Linked DNA regions of Sus scrofa: region 2 is linked to region 1. A link is a contact called in public Hi-C data. All regions are on one chromosome and are shown on one strand. Each heading gives the region's core, a stretch centred on a gene start, on an enhancer-like site or on the middle of the called end of the contact. The rest is flanking DNA. Distances are from core to core; before and after follow the strand shown.

Region 1 (5,196 bases), core at 745-3,244:
AGGTTAAGGATCTGGCATTGCCGTAGCTGTGGCACAGGCCACAACAGCAGCATGGTTCATCCCTGGCCTGGGAGCGTCCACATGTGGACACAGCCAAAAAAAAAAAAAAAGAGAGAGAGAAAGACATCAAATTGCCAGTGTTGACAAAAATTTGCTTTTCTCGCCTTTGTGTACTTGATGCAAAATAACTACCTTTTGTTGGAGTACACCCAGTTTGGTTTACAGAACTTGAAAATTATAACCTAGGTGACTGGCTGAACAGCCATCTCCTGACCATAGGAGTCTGCTGTGGATGGCCAAGTGTTCCTAAACGAAAGGAAAGATCAGAGGAAAAGCTTAGTATACACTCACATCCTTCTCCTGGATGGTGCACTCCTTACAATAATAGGCATCTGAAACTCCCGGGCCTCCGCAGATCACACAGCGCCCCTGGTAAGAGCCATAGTTACACTCGTCACATATGCGCACCAGGGTGCAGGGACGCACGTAGGAGTCACAGATCACACACTTGCCATCACCTGTAAGGAAAAGAGGTTGAATTACGCCCACTTGCAAGTACCTCAGGTCCTCTTCCTGCTATGGGTAAAAACACTATGTCCTTCTGACAGTGACTTTAGCCCTCTATTTTGGCATTATAAAATTGGTTTACCTAGCGTCCATTTCTCAATCTCCCCAACACATAGGAAAGCTAATCAATTAATATAAAGGGCTTAGAATAGCAGTCGGTAGATAAGTCTATATAATTGACTGGCAGAATGCTGTGTGTGTTGGGGGCAGGGTCATGCTACTTCTGGTCCAAAGCTAGAGGTTTTGTCAAAACCTAAATACAGTGCCTAAAATGTACAAGTTGGAGCGGGAAGGTGGCCTTTAGTTGCAGTCTGGCTTTGTATTAACATGCTTCCAATCATGTCTATCCAAAGCCCTCTTCGTGGCACCGCTGAAAATGTCCGTTGCTGCCACTATAGAAGCTGAGTGGGAGGGGTGGGCTGTTTGGAGAAGCGTGTTCCACTCACATTTTTCACACAGTCTTCCAATGGCTGCAAGATCAAAGGTGATAAAGAGTACAATTAGGATTAAGGTTTAGAAGAGGGGACAAAAGCCTCGAGCTTGAGTTGGGGACAGGTACAGGGTCTGCAGTGAGCCCTGAGAGGTCTTAACCATCGTATTCTCATAAACTTCAATCCGAACCAAATCCGCACCCTCGTAAGACCTCCCAGGTCCTGGGAAAACTGAGAATTTCTCTATCTCCGCAGCCCCTCTCCAGCTCTCAGCACGCGCGCCCCCGCCCCCCTTTCATCTGAGCCCACAAACCCACGCGCTCCTACACTACCGGCGGCGAGGCGGGAAACGGGGCGCCTCCGAAGCAACACCCTAAAGGAGTAATGGGAACCCCGGACTCTTAAGGTCCTAATACCATCCCCACCCAAACAGCCGGGGGCAGAAGACCGTCTCACCAACACCAGCCTGCTTGCGGCAAAAAATCAAGTCCGGGTGATGCTTAGCCATCGCTCGCGCTCAAACCACCGGAAGCTTAGGGAGCTTCCGCCAGACCTTTAACCCTGATTGTTCCTGCCTCCTCGTCGCCCTGATTGGTTCTCTAGGCGTCCATCAGCGTTTGCAATCTTTGCACCAAGCCCCGCTCATTCTCGCGTGATCAAAGCACTTAAATTCCGAAGACGAATTCCCGTTGGCAGTGGGGGAGTCAGGTCTTGGTAGGGGTGTGCGGGTCATTTAGGGAAAAAAAAAAAAAAAAACTTTCCCAGATTTGAATGGGAGGGACAAGTTGCAGAGCGCAAAGACGAAATTTGCACTTTGATATCTTTGTGCCGGGTATTTACTACCCCAACTTTTTAGGCAGCTCTCTCCCAATTCCCAGGTTGACTCTGGAGCTCCGCCCACGTCGCTCGCGGGAACGCCTTCAGCGTGACGCGTTTCTCCTCAGGTCACGCCCCTCACCGAAGGCCTTAAATAAGCCGCGTGTCACGTCACTTTCAAGCGACCTCATCTTTGTCAGTGCACAAAATGGCGCCTTACAGCCTACTGGTGACCCGGCTGCAGGTGAGCGAACCGAGAGCCCTCTAGGTTTACGGGGGCGGGGTACCTCTTTTGCGCTTGCGGCTATGGGCAAGGCAAGGCGAGGCGGGCCTGACCTCCGGCCGACTTTTCGCGTACCTGTCCCTTGCGCGGGCCCAGCGCAAATACCCGCTCCTCTGGCGCCCGAGGTCAGGGCGTCCCCGGCTCAGTCAGCTCTCAGCCCTGTCCCCGCCCCGCTGGAAGCAAGGGCCTAAGAAGCGGCGGCCGGGTGAAGAGTGGAGGCACGTCTTTCTCATTTTTGAGGACCGCAGTTTCTTCCCCCGTAAGGCTTTTTTTTTTTTTTTTTTTTTTCCTCCCCCGTTCCTCAAGGTGAGGACAAGGTGACTGGGGGGCGCGGTGGTTGGTAAGCGCGCTAGGCCCAGAGCCTGAAGGCCTCACTTTTCATCTCAGTAGCACAGAGTTGCTAGCCAGGTGCATCTACGGTTGCCAAACATGGAGTCTGTAGGGGGGGAAAAAAAAAAAACTATGACCTATTCCATCTTGTGGGGATCCTGCGGAACATGTACCCAAGAATTCGAGGGGGTGGGTTCCGTGCCCAGATGTAGCAAATAGTAATGATGACAGTAGTCTCTCAGCTTTGCACAAGATTGCAAGACTTAATTCCTCACCACATCGTTTGATTCATATCATCATTTCTGGAGATGATTATTTTTATTTGATAGGTGATGACGCTGTTAGAAAACAGGTAAAAGTTCTGCTCTCTGAGTCTTACCAAAGTGCTGTGGCCTGAGCATCTGCCCTACTACTCCCCATTCTCCTTGTCCCTTTCAGCCTGCCCTCACAGAACTTTTTGAGCCAGAGTGTGGTCCTGGAGCTGACATTTGTATTTGTGGGAGTTCCAGAATGGCGTATTTTGAGCTCACAATCAGTTGCTTTTCAGTTACTAGATGGGGAGGGTAAAAGAGACTCAACAGTTTGACCTTGACTGTCCTCTTTTGAACCATCTAGAAGATTGACTGACTGCCATTTCTTTTTTTTTCACTCCTGACTTGACAACCCTAGGAAGATGTTACACTCAAAGGTTCAATGTCAAGAACGTATTTCGTTAATAAAAAATCAAGCAAGCATTCTCCGACAACCTTTTACATTTAAATTTGTGAATCTACATTGGATCAAGTAGCACAACTATTATTGCAGAATTTAAAAAGAAGTAGTGTACTGTACTCTCAGAAAGTATTGTGTTGTCAGAAGTTTTTTTTTTTTTTTTTAAAGTTACATTGCTAAAATTTAAACCATATGGTTTAAAGGGAAATCATTTATCTTAAAATACTTAGGGTCTCTCAATTCTGGGCAAAGACAAGGATTTGTCCAAATTTTCTCTTAGATTTTTTTGTTTCTCCAAGTTAACAATGTGGAAGTAGTTGTTTCTTGCTGATCTTGCTGTCCCATCTGTAGTGAATCTGGGCAAGATTGTTTGAAAAGATAAATTATTACAGATCTGTTGAGCCTGGAAGAGAGGACTGATATCACAGTATTTTTGAACTGACACAGGATTTTGGAAAGCATGACCATTAGACCCCTACAGAAAGAGATCTGGACCATACCAGTACCACAGGTTGTATTCTTTTTTTTGGCCACACCTGCAGAATTTCCTGGGCCAGGGATTGAACCCATGCCGCAGCAGCAACCCACGCCACTGCAATAGCAACACTGGATCTTTAACCAGCTGCTCCACAGGAGAACTCCCATAGTTCATATTCTACCCTGACCAAGTGATCTTGAACTTGGGAACTGAATCTCAGTTTCCCCTTCTGTCAGTTGGGGATTTTCTCCTTTGACAAACATTTATGTGAAGTACTTGGTGATTGGTTTCCATTCAGGTTTCTTTTTTGCTTTATGGGCCACATGTGTGGCATATGGAAGTTCCCAGGCTAGGGGTCAAATCGGAGCTGCAGCTGTTGGCCACAGCAGTACATGCAACAAGCCTTGTCTGTGACCCACATCACAGCTCATAACACCAGATCCACAACCCACTGAGTGAGGCCAGGGATCGAACCTGCATCCTCATGGATACTGGCTGGATTCGTTACCACTGAACCACAATGGGAACTCCCATTCAGATTGCTGGGATGATTGTTACAAAGCGGTGAAAAAGTAGAATGTGCTTGTTTATGACCATCTTGTTGTCCACCCTGCTCTTTTAGGGGTAGACAATCCAAAGACCTTGCGTGTGTGTCTCTTTGTTCATGTAGCGAAGATGAATAAAGGGCGTTATACCACACTGCCTCCTGATAGCCAGTTTGTCTTAAATGATGACCAGCTACAGCTGCAACTGTCCTCTGAAAACCTCATAAATTTACCTCTTTTATATTTAGCTACAGAGTAATAGAAGGTAATGCCTTCGCTGTCAGAACCCTGTCTGTGCATTTAATGTTACTACTTCATTCACCACATGTTTACTGAGTTCCCACTGCTTGCTCAGGATACAGTGAGAAGCAAAAAAAAAGCAGACAACGCCTGTTCTCATGGAGCTTCCGCTATGTCCTCAGGTATTCTGCTGCAGAGAACCTTGGACATCTTTCTCAGCTAAAGTATTTTTCTTCCGCCCTTGGAGAAGACCAAAGGTCTTCTTAGTTGGACCTTGGCTGGACAGATAAGGTGGATAATAGAATGGTGGTGATTACTACTACCACCAAGAGTCGCTCACATTTACTTGTGTGTCAGTAGTCTCGTGTGACCTGTGAGACATGGCAGGTTTATTGGCTTTGTCTTAAACAGAATTAGAGCAGAGGCATAGTGTAATGGCTAAGAGCATGGGTTCTGGCATCCCACTTCTTTATTTGAATGCTGACTCTGATACTCATTCTCTGTGACTTTGGGCAAATTACTTCACCTCTCTGTGTGTTACCTCACCTGTAAGGCAGTAGTACATCTGACTTACCTAATAATCTTAGTGACAAAGTATTCAGAACCTGGCTGGAACCTAGTAAGTGCTATGTGATTGTTAATTAAAATAAAGTAAACTTGTCTAGGGCTTTATTACTAGTTAGTAGTAGATGTGATTTGAATTTGCACGTTTCTGACCCCCAAGCCTGAGGTCCTAGCAGCTACACAATAGTACTGCTTCCTTTTGGCATCAGGACTCAGCCCGTCAACCAGGAT
Region 2 (5,196 bases), core at 1,886-4,385, 510 kb before region 1:
GCGAGGCAAAAAAAAAAAAAAAAAAAAAAAAAAAAAAAATCAAGAATGTGAAATACTGGCTGAAAGTCCAGGTGCCACACACTGTGCTGGAGACTAGAATACAAAGATATGCTCTTTATTCTTAAATTACCATTAAATGAAATGATGAAAGCAATTACAAGATGCAAAGTAGGTAAGATTGTCAAACAGGAGAAAAGAGCTCAGAAAATGCTTCCACCTCTAAACAAAAAAATTTCAAAACAAATTTCTTGAAAAATGTAGCCTCCCTGATCCCCACTGCCTATTGGGCCAAATTTTTTTTCTTATCTCTCTGTTCAATTTGTTAAACTAACAAATTCTTAACAGCAAATAAAATTTAGGCTCTAAACAATAGTAGAAGTTATGGCAAATAAGCAAAAGGACTGTTCTTCCATGTCTAAGCATGGGTATTCATGTCTAATTTAGTAAGGAGCAGAGAAAAACCAGAGACGGTTTCTACTTGAAGAGCCCTAAAAGTAGGACTAGGCTTACAGAATATTCCTGGACCTAGAGTCTCCACATTCAGTCCAATCTCCTATAACATTTTTGTCACTACCCTCTCTACTTTTATGTAAGTGGAACAAGACATTGTACCCACTCAGTACAACGTTCAGCCCTGGTGCCAGCTATTTCTTCCTGTAGTATAAGTCCGGTAAGAAAGCAGAAAAGAGAGGAACTGATACATCCCAGAGACTACAAAAATGTAAGTTTAGATTAAAACAGAAAAACAACAACTTGTAATATCTCAACTTGTAACATCTCAATTTCAAGCTGAGGGTAAGGTGCATACACACGCCAAGATCCTTCATCCCATACTCAAACTAACAATTTAGGCTACCAAAAGAAAAAAAATGAGTGGAACCAAAAAGAAGAACCAGAATCACCTATGGGAAACGTTAAAGTAAGAAATACGGCAATTGTTTTGAAGCAAGGCTTGACAATATTTTCCAGACTTTACATTGGAATTCTCTACATAGCCACTCCAGCACAAATTACAACACTATTCTTAGCTATGTTTTAACATTTTTGTCAGTACCCTCTCTACTTCTACGTAAGTGGAACAAGACATTGTACCCACTCAGTACAATGTTCAGCCCTGGTGCCAGCTATTTCTTCCTGTAGTATAAGTCCGTTTTACCTGGAATTTTAGAAACAATTTATTAACTGTAAGCTACTTCCTCTAATGAGTAAATAATAAAAGAACAAAAGCATACAAATGTCTTAAGCGAAGCTTCTGGATCATCAAGTTTTACAAAAGAGAGAACAACTAAAAATCTAAACCTCAATTCCTAGTCCTGAAAATCTAACAGCACCTTACAGGTTTTTTTTCTGTTAAAAAGCAGAAATTGGCAAAAAGGTATTCTAACTTAGCAATTAAATCACTACAGTAACTAATCCTTAAGTAGTCTCAGAATTTTACATAAATAACATGAGGAAATATCTTATTTAGAGTAGCTAAAAAACCAGTAGGGAAGGGAGGAGAACTGAGAAACTTCTTAGAGAAAAAACATTATTATCCCACCAAAAGCTGATTGATCTGAACTTAAGTTTCTTCCTTAGAACAAGCTTACTGGAAGACCCATTCTTTCAAATATTTGCTAAACATGGGTTCAATGTCCCGCGCAAAAAAATTAGTAAAATAAACAGATCATTTAGGGTAGTACCTTTTAGGGCTCACATTGTTTTGCAATGTCGCTATTTATCACTGCGCGGTGCAACTAGTATGTCACCTCTCAAAATTCCTCACGTAGTAGTGAATTTTAAAAATCACTTCGGGAAAGATTTCCCTTTCTCCCTTAAATTCCTCCACAAAACGCAGAATACTAATCTCTATTACACGCTACATATCAAAACGAATTTTTGTATTTATTCATCTGTATCCCTAAATAGATTGTACTTATACTGTTTCCTCGCTAGCATTTGGCACAACGCCTGTTCAGTTAATTCCATGCACGTAGCGACGTACTCTGGAGTTAAAGATAACAAGAACAGATCGTGTTAACACGCGGGTCCTCGAAAAATCATTTTTCTTAAAGTGCCTGAAGTGATGGTACTGCCACTAATCAGATATAAAAAGCGATTCCCAAAATGATTCTACGCCCTTAAAGTCGTTGTAAATGTAATCAAAGCTAGGTATCATTTTTACAACACTTTTAAAGACACAGTGCGTAAGGGAGTTGTTTTGTGTCACTGCGACCTAAGCAGGACACCAGATTTCAAGAAAAACAACTCCACGCGAAAGCCGAGTCTCGCAGCTCGCGCCCCTCCCCCTCACGTCTTCCGTGTCCAAGTCCCCGCAATCGCCTGCATCTCGCCCAAGACACACCCCCGGCGGCCTCCGGGGGCAAGGAACGCAGCTGGGCCTCTGCCTTCCCTGCCTCTCAACTACCTAAGCTCCCCGATCCCCCACTGGACCCTCGAGGGCGCCTAGCTTTCCCGGCCACGGAGCGAGCCACAAAGCGAAGGCGACGCCACTGGCCTCGCCACCGAGCTCCAGGCTCCGCCGCCCCGCGCCAGCTCCCGCCTAGCTCCCCCTCCGGCCGTCCCTCTTCCCACCCCCAACGGTCCTCAGGCCCGGGTCTCACCTCTCCACCCACTCCCTCAGGAAGCGCATTTCCTCGGTGTGCAGAACGCTCGGGTCCTGCTTACACATTTTCACGAAGGCTCGAAGTTCGCTCACTTTGCGGGGGTCCATGGTCCGGGCGCGGCGGGAGGCGGCGGGCTCGGCGGTGGCTGTGGCCCGATTCCAGGCCCGGGCGCTGGCTCAGCGTGGCGTAAAGGGGGCGGCTGCCGCGAGGCAGAACAGACTAGAACCTCCCCGGCCGCTGGCTCCGCCCACCCAACGGTCTCGTGACCCCGGGTCCTTCGCCCGTTCATTCCTGCTCCCTTTACCTCTGCCCTGCGCACTAGCTAGAACATTCTAGAAGTGTGGCTGTTCGTGCGGTGCCTGCCTTTGCACGCACGCATTCTTACAGCCTTAACTCAGAACCACAGCTCTGCATGGTTAAGTCCCCAGCCGTGCTTTCAAGGAGGGCAGGACCTCTCGGCCCCTGCAGGGAGCCATTTAGAACAGGACATTCTGTGAGTGTGGCCACTAAATGTAACACGACGTCATGACGCCCAAAGGGCTCTCCGGCCGGAGCAGTGGTCACAGCTCCGCACGTGACGTCAACATTGGGCGCCGCCGCGGGAGGAAAGCCCGGCGAGCGGCGCCGGCCGGAAGGGGAGGGGCGCTTGGCCGAGGTTTCCTGGCGACGCAGCCCTGCGGGGCGCCGCTTCTACGGCTGTTTTTTTTTCCTTTTCTCCCAGGTCCGTGTGCGTGGCAGTCATGCCTTGGTTGCTCTCAGCAACTAAGCTTGTTCCCGCCGTAGCAAGCGCCCGCAGCCTCTCAGGTTAGACTCACCTCCCACAGTGTCCCCTCCAAGGCTTGCTCGCTGAGAAGCCTGAGGCGCACCAGAGGGAACCACGTCGATCTCGGGAGATTCCTGGTTCGGCGGACCCTTCTCCTGCTGGGGCCTCCACTCCCAGACCCTCTGTGCGCTCCTGGGATTTCTTCTCTACCTGCTGCTTCTGGAAAAGGGTGGGCCTTGTGTTCGCTCTACCGTTGAGGTATTCGGGGAGGTTGAAATGATTGCAGAGAGAAAAGCGTGCCCTGTCTTCCCGCAGGGGCTGTCTTCACAGTAACTTGGACTCATGGAAGTTGTAGCAGGTATCACACTTGCTCAGGTGTCAAAGTGTCTCACATCGAGTGACTCTCGTTTCTATTAAGTGAACGTAAGATTGTATTTTCGTGTTTTCAAAGATTTAACAGCTCCAGAATGGACAAGAAACGAATGTTTGCTAATACAAATTCTTTTGAGTAGTTCCCTGTCAGAGATACTCGTGAGGCTTTTTATGTCTGGAAGCCTTGCTTGTTAAGGCCAGATGGAGTAGTCCGGGAATATGGGGGCCATTTTTTTAGGGTGTACTCTGTCACGAACAATTAAAGTTCTTTGCCTTTACTTGTGACTTTTGCATTTGTTGAGGCTTTGTGTAAAACGTGATTAATCAAGGTTTAGGGCAAGGTACTGTATTTGGTACACACCAAAGTATTCATAATGCTTCGTTTTGCTTCAGCAGTATAAATAACTTTAACCACCTCTTAATGTTAATATAATATACATAGATAGGCTTTTTGAATGAGTGAATGATGAATGATCCTCTTGGATCGTTGCAATTCCAATAAGTTAGAGCAAATACCATTTTACCGATGGGGAACTGAAACTAACACAGTAACAAGTAAGAAGTCAGGAATGTTAGTTGTATGATTGCCATCTAGACCTTTTGCTGTTATACCTCTACTTGGTCTTACTCTGGCTTAGTAGAGCCCTTTTGGAACTTTTTTTTGGGGGGGGGTGTCTTTTTGGAGCCACACCCATGGCATATGGAAGTTCCTAAGCTAGGGGTCTAATCAGAGCTGCAGCTGCCGGCCTATGCCACAGCCACAGCAACTCGGGATCTGATCTGCGTCTGCGACCTACACCACAGCTCACAGCAATGCTGGGTCCCTAATCCACTGAGCAAGGCCAGGGATTGACCCTTCATCCCCATGGATGCTAGTCAGATTCGTTTCTGCTGAGCTACTCCATCTTTTGGAACTTTTTAGTAAGCCAGAAAGAATGTATCTTCAGTTAACAACTTTTTAGTCGTCATTGTGGATGAATCTCCACTTCACTAGAGTTGCTCTCAGTCCAGGTAGATGTTAGAAAAGCAACGGATAAATAAGAATATAGCAAAGGATGATAATAGTGTCTTGACTCAAGTGACATGGGGGCTCAAGCAAGGCAGTAATGGGTTGTAAATATGTTATTCTAGGATTTTATTAAGTTTTAGAAAATTCCGCTGGCTTTTGGTGGTCATAAATAGAACTTTGAATGTCTGTGGTGCTCTTGCTTGTCCTTGTTAGAAAGGCCCTTCTGTGTATTGAGCACCGTAGGGAACTTTCTCTTCTGGGAAATTCAGTGCATTCTCAAAGTGAAAATGTTTTGACTAGCTAATTTGAGTGTGATTTCATTTGTTGTAATCTATAGATATTAACACCATCTAGTCATTTGAGAAAGGGCAAAATGTGGAATGATGCATCAGTTATATATATATATACTTTTTTTTTTTTGTCTTTTTGCTATTTCTTTGGGCTGC

Evidence for each region. Hi-C and Micro-C count contacts between places; a contact is called where the count stands out from the background.
Region 2: a contact with region 1 is called in a Hi-C map of epiblast stem cells, with 2.4 times the contacts expected there. The contact joins the promoter of ST13 here to the promoter of ACO2 in region 1.

Annotation. Positions count from the first base shown.
Region 1 is chr5:7,067,821-7,073,016 of Sscrofa11.1, reverse strand. It overlaps ACO2 (aconitase 2), which reads left to right and starts at 1,994. Exons shown (of 19, transcript NM_213954.1): 1 at 1,994-2,058. The coding sequence starts at 2,023. PHF5A (PHD finger-like domain-containing protein 5A) reads right to left here and starts at 1,872. Exons shown (of 4, transcript XM_021091456.1): 1 at 1,455-1,872; 2 at 1,014-1,037; 3 at 352-518. The coding sequence starts at 1,506.
Region 2 is chr5:7,581,013-7,586,208 of Sscrofa11.1, reverse strand. It overlaps ST13 (hsc70-interacting protein), which reads right to left and starts at 3,135. Exons shown (of 12, transcript XM_003481531.4): 1 at 2,604-3,135. The coding sequence starts at 2,713. XPNPEP3 (probable Xaa-Pro aminopeptidase 3) reads left to right here and starts at 3,228. Exons shown (of 8, transcript XM_021091468.1): 1 at 3,228-3,410. The coding sequence starts at 3,347.